2 separate regions of the Canis lupus genome follow, and region 2 is linked to region 1. Evidence: chromatin contacts called from public Hi-C data. All regions are on one chromosome and are shown on one strand. The core of a region is the stretch at or near the end of the contact, and the rest is flanking DNA. Distances in the headings are between cores, read along the strand shown.

What was found. A called contact is a pair of places that touch in the nucleus more often than the background predicts.
Region 2: a contact with region 1 is called in a Hi-C map of amygdala, with 15 times the contacts expected there. The contact joins the enhancer-like site here to the promoter of SOX2 in region 1. A contact is called at or near these places in 2 of 9 Hi-C or Micro-C datasets (amygdala and skin fibroblasts).

Annotation. Positions count from the first base shown.
Region 1 is chr34:15,025,227-15,027,926 of UU_Cfam_GSD_1.0, reverse strand. SOX2 (transcription factor SOX-2) reads right to left here and starts at 1,277. Exons shown (of 1, transcript XM_038583467.1): 1 at 1-1,277. The coding sequence starts at 1,249. The coding sequence ends at 281. The region is part of intron 10 of LOC119867493; the gene reads right to left.
Region 2 is chr34:15,900,995-15,903,694 of UU_Cfam_GSD_1.0, reverse strand. No RefSeq gene overlaps it. Among named protein-coding and RNA genes, the nearest start is that of ATP11B, 73 kb to the left of the region's middle. Within about 2 kb of position 1,279, at least 3 of the 20 cell types and tissues checked have an H3K27ac peak or open chromatin away from gene starts, as enhancers often do.

The DNA of each region.
Region 1 (2,700 bases), core at 28-2,527:
CCCCCCCCTCCGGTTTTCTCTGTACAAAAATAGTCCCCCAAAAAGAAGTCCAGGATCTCTCATAAAAGTTTTCTCGTCGGCATCGCGGTTTTTGCGTGAGTGTGGATGGGATTGGTGTTCTCTTTTGCAGCTGTCATTTGCTGCGGGTGATGACTTTTTTTTTTTTTTTTTTTTTTTTTTGAGCGTACCGGGTTTTTCTCCATGCTGTTTCTTACTCTCCTCCCATTTCCCTCGTTTTTCTTTGAAAATGTCTCCCCCCCTCTAGTTCACTGTCCGGCCCTCACATGTGCGAGAGGGGCAGTGTGCCGTTAATGGCCGTGCCGGGCACCGGGCCGCTCTGGTAGTGCTGGGACATGTGCAGTCTGCTGGGGGCGGCGGGCTCCGGCACCTCGGCGCCGGGGAGGTACATGCTGATCATGTCCCGGAGGTCCCCGGCCTGGCAGGGCGCCCTGGAGTGGGAGGAGGAGGTAACCACGGGGGGGCTGGAGCTGGCCTCGGACTTGACCACCGAGCCCATGGAGCCCAGCGCCATGCCAGGGGTGCCCTGCTGCGAGTAGGACATGCTGTAGGTGGGCGAGCCGTTCATGTAGGTCTGCGAGCTGGTCATGGAGTTGTACTGCAGGGCGCTCACGTCGTAGCGGTGCATGGGCTGCATCTGCGCGGCGCCGTGCGCGTTGAGGCCCGGGTGCTGCGGGTAGCCCAGCTGGTCCTGCATCATGCTGTAGCTGCCGTTGCTCCAGCCGTTCATGTGCGCGTAGCTGTCCATGCGCTGGTTCACGCCCGCGCCCAGGCCGGCGCCCACCCCGACCCCGCTGGCCATGCTGTTGCCGCCCGGGGCCAGCAGCCCGCCGGGCAGCGTGTACTTATCCTTCTTCATGAGCGTCTTGGTTTTCCGCCGGGGCCGGTATTTATAATCCGGGTGCTCCTTCATGTGCAGCGCTCGCAGCCGCTTGGCCTCGTCGATGAACGGCCGCTTCTCCGTCTCCGACAAAAGTTTCCACTCGGCGCCCAGGCGCTTGCTGATCTCCGAGTTGTGCATCTTGGGGTTCTCCTGGGCCATCTTGCGCCGCTGCCCGCGGGACCACACCATGAAGGCGTTCATGGGCCGCTTGACGCGGTCCGGGCTGTTCTTCTGGTTGCCGCCCGCCGCCGCCGCGGTGGAGTTGCCGCCGCCGCCGCCGCCGCCGCCGCCCCCCGAAGTTTGCTGCGGGCCCGGCGGCTTCAGCTCCGTCTCCATCATGTTGTACATGCGGGCGCTGTGCGCGGGCCCGGCCCGCCGGCGGCCGCCGACCCTCGGCCCGGCCGGGACTTTGGGGGGCCCGCGGGCGGGCGGGCGGGGGAGGAGGAGGAGGGAGGCGGGCGGGGGTGTCGCGAGCGCAGGGCTCCGCGAGAAAAAGCAGGCGAAGAATAATTTGGGGGAAGAAAAGAGAGAGAGAGAGAGAGAAGCAAACTGGAATCGAGATCAAAAAAAGCGCTTCCCTCCTCTTCTGGCCGATCCTGCCGCCGCCGATGATTGTTATTATTATTTTTTGGAAAGGCTTAAGCCTGGGGCTCAAACTTCTCTCCCTTTCTTTCTCTCTCCTCTTCTTTCTCTCAGTCCTAGTCTTAAAGAGGCAGCAAACTACTTTCCCCCTTTTGCAAACACTCTCTTCTCTGCCTTGACAACTCCTGATACTTTTTTGAACAAGTTAATAGACAACCATCCATGTGATGGGGGCTGTCAGGGAATAAATGGGTTTCCGGCGACCAATCAGCGCGCGGCGGCTCCTCCACTCGAGCCCGGCCTCGCCGCCGGGTTTTGCATGAAAGGGGGCGGGGCCTGCCGCGCCGCAGGCCGCGCGGGGGAGGAGGGGAGGAGGGGGAGGGGGGGAGGAGGGGGAGGGGGGGAGGAGGGGGGAGGCGGCTCCCACAGCCAGCCTGCCAGCCACTGAGAAACCTTTGTATCCCCTCTCGCAGCAACAGGTCACACCACACGCCTTTTCGAAGGAAGTGGGTAAACAGCACTAAGACTACGATTCTTTCTTTCTTCTTCAAACTTCACGTTGATTTACTTTTTTTGGTGCTGGCCGCGGAGTTGGGGAAGGGGCGCGAGGGCCCGCAGAGGTGGAGGGGCGGGGCGGGGGGGGCTCAGGGCGACGGTCCCACCAGGATTTCAGGAAACAGGCGGCGCGAGAGTCGGTGTGTCCGGGTCTTCCCGCCCCGCGCGCCTCCCCGCGCCTCCCCGGGCTCGCGCTCCCGGCCCCGGCCCCGGCCCCGGCCCCTGCCCTGCCCCTGCCCCTGCCCGGCCCCGGCCCCTCGCCCCTCCGGGCGCCGGCCCGGCTCCCCCCTTCCTCACTGTCCCGACCTGAAGTCAGGAGGCGGGAAGCGCCGTCCCCGACCCTCCCGGCGGCCCCGCCGGTTGCTCGGCAGCTGGCTGGGTCCTAAGCGCGAACGCGGCCGACGTGCCCCGGCGGGGAGGCCGCTCCAGCCCGCGCTTCCCCGCCGGCCCCGCGGGCCCCCTGCCCCAGCCGCGTCGCCCACGAGGGGGGCTGCCCCCACCGCGTCCGGGGCCCCCACCCTCCTGCCGAGCCGCCGCCGGGCAGGGCTTCCGCGGGGCCGCCTTCCAGAGGAGGCCGGGGGCGCGGAGGGGAGACGACCGTCGGCGGGACGCCCCGAGGTGCGGGCGGCCGAGCGGCGTGCGCTCCCCCCTCCCCCCTCCCC
Region 2 (2,700 bases), core at 30-2,529, 880 kb before region 1:
CCGCGGGGCCGCAGATACAAGGATGGGGGGCGGGGGGGGGGGGGGGGGGGGGGGTTAGAATTTGTTTTTCACCTTCTTAAAGGAAACCTTCAAAGGGGCCACGCTCACCTTTTCTAGTGAAAGAAAGAAAGAGAAAGAAAGAAAGAAAGAAAGAAAGAAAGAAAAGAAAGACACTGAAGAGCAGAAAGAAAGAAAAAGAAAATAAACACTGACAAGCAGAAAGAAAAAGAAAAAAGAAAGAAAAGAAAGAAACACGGAGGAGCAGAAAGAAAGAAAAAGAAAAGAAGAGAAGAAACTGAAGAGCAGAAAGAAAAGGAAAGAAAAGAAAAGAAAATGAATTAAAGTAACTTAAGTTCGCAAAAAAAAAGAAAAGAAAAAAGAAAAACACTGAAGAAAGAAAGAAAAAGAAAAGAAAGAAAGGAAAAAGGAAAGAAAAGAAAAGAAGGAAAGAAAAAGAAAGAAAAGAAAAAAAAAACACTGAAGAGCAGAAAGAAAGAAAAAGAAAGAAAAGAAAAAGGAAAGCAAAGAAAGAAAAGAAAAAAGAAAAAACACTGAAGAACAGAAAGAAAAAGAAAAGAAAGAAAAGAAAAAGGAAAGAAAAGAAAAGGAAAAAAGAAAAAGAAAGAAAAGAAAGAAAAAAGAAAAAACACTGAAGAGCAGAAAGAAAAAGAAAAGAAAAAGAAAAGGAAAGAAAGAAAAGAAAAGAAAAAAGAAAAAACACTGAAGAGCAGAAAGAAAGAAAAAGAAAGAAAAGAAAAGAAAGGAAAGGAAAGGAAAGGAAAGGAAAGGAAAGGGGAAAAAAAGAAAAGAGAAGAGAAGGAGACCGAGCCGAGCCGAGCCGAGCCGAGCCGGGAACGCCGCGCAGACGGCTCCCAGCGCGGGCCCCGACCCGCCAGCCCAGGCCCAGGCCCAGGCCCAGGCCCAGGCCCAGGCCAGGAGCCCCCGCGCCCCGCGGCCGATGCGCGCCCGGGCCCGGCCTCTGTCCGCCGCTCGCCGGGCGGCGCGGGAGGAAGGTGGCTTCGCGGCCGAGCGCCGAAGCCCAAGGGAGCGCGGCGGGGAGGGGGCCGGGCGCGGGAGGGGCCGGGGCGGCGGGGCGGCCTTCCCGCTGGGCTCCGGCTCCCTGGGGGCGGCGGGCCGGGCGGGAGCCGCGGGCTGCCTCGCGCCGCACGTGGAGGCGCCGCGGACGGCCCTCGGCGAGGGCCAGTGGTTCGCCCCGAGCCCCAGCGACCGCCGAGCGCTTACGTGGTCGGGACCCTCGGCCGGCACAGGCCCGCCTCGCGGGTGCCGAGAGCCCGGGGCCGCGGGGCCGCCCGCAGGCAGGACGCCGAGCTGCGGGGCTTCTCCCGGGCGCTGCCGTCTGCGGGCCGCGGGGGGCGGGGGGGCGAGTCCCGGCCCCCCAGGAGGTCCCCGGCCGGAGTCTTAAGTGAGTTCACGGCCCGTGTCACCTTATAAAGGCCGAGGTGAATGTCAAGCTCAACTGGGAGCCTCCCTTTGAAAAGGCATTTTATTGCTCAAGTAGTGGAGACGGGGGTGCGCTGCTTCCAACTTTCGGCAGATTTTCTTGGGCCAAGTGCGCTCCAAAATGTATCCAGACTGTGAGCATTCAAAGGAGCCTATTCAGACGGCTTGTTTGGCAATTAAATTACGTTGATGGCACGGCTGTCAGAAGCATTCATGTTGGTTATTTTAAAAGCTTTTTATTCTTAATTATTAGATAGTTTAACTGTAGGAAATGTAGAAAACATACATACATATATATGTGTGTGTGTGTGTGTATAGATGTCCACCCACGCATCCATATCCTGCTCTGTCTCCAGTTCTGTAGCATGATTTTTTTCAACCACATTTTTTTTTTTTTTTTTGCTGAGGATTTTCCAATGATATTAAATATTTCAGAAAGAATTCTCAGTTGTGGAGCGTTGAGGTGATTTTCAGCTTCCACCATTGTAAACAGCACAATTAACATACTTGTTCAAAAATCTTTTTGCATCTTTCTGATGCAAAATACCCAGGTATGGAATTACCAGCACAAAGCGCACGAAAAATTTTAAGCTTCGTAGTGCATCTTGCCAAATTTATAGGATGTAAATCGAAGACATTCAATAGATAAAACATTATTTTATTTTGAATTTCTCTGATTATGAGTCAGGTTTAATGTTATACTAAGAGCTCTTTCAGAGTAGGGCGGTTTTTTTTGCTCATCACCATATAGACCTGGTGTCTTGTGTAACGCCAGGCACATGCTTGGCACTCAATAAATATATTTGCTGATTGAGTGAATAAATGTAAGATAGTTGAATTTCTTGTTTTGTCGATTGCTTTTTGGTGTTGTTCATTTATCTATTATTGTGACGGTTGTCTTTCCTATTATTTCATCAACTGCTTTATACAATCAGGGTTTAAACTTTTTTCATAATAAAAAGTATTAAAAAATAAAAAAAGGGGATGCCTGGGTGGCTCAGCGGTTGAGCGTCTGCCTTTGGCTCAGGTCATGATCCCAAGGTCCTAGGATCAAGTCCCACATCGGGCTCCCTGCCTGGAGCCTGCTTCTCCCTCTGCCTGTGTCTCTGCCTCTCTCTCTCTCTGTGACTCTCATGAATAAATAAATAAAAAATATTTTTAAAAAATAAAACTTTTTTCACATGTGTGGCAAATCTCCTTTCCCTTTATGAAGTGCAAATGCGTGTGTTTATGTGTGTG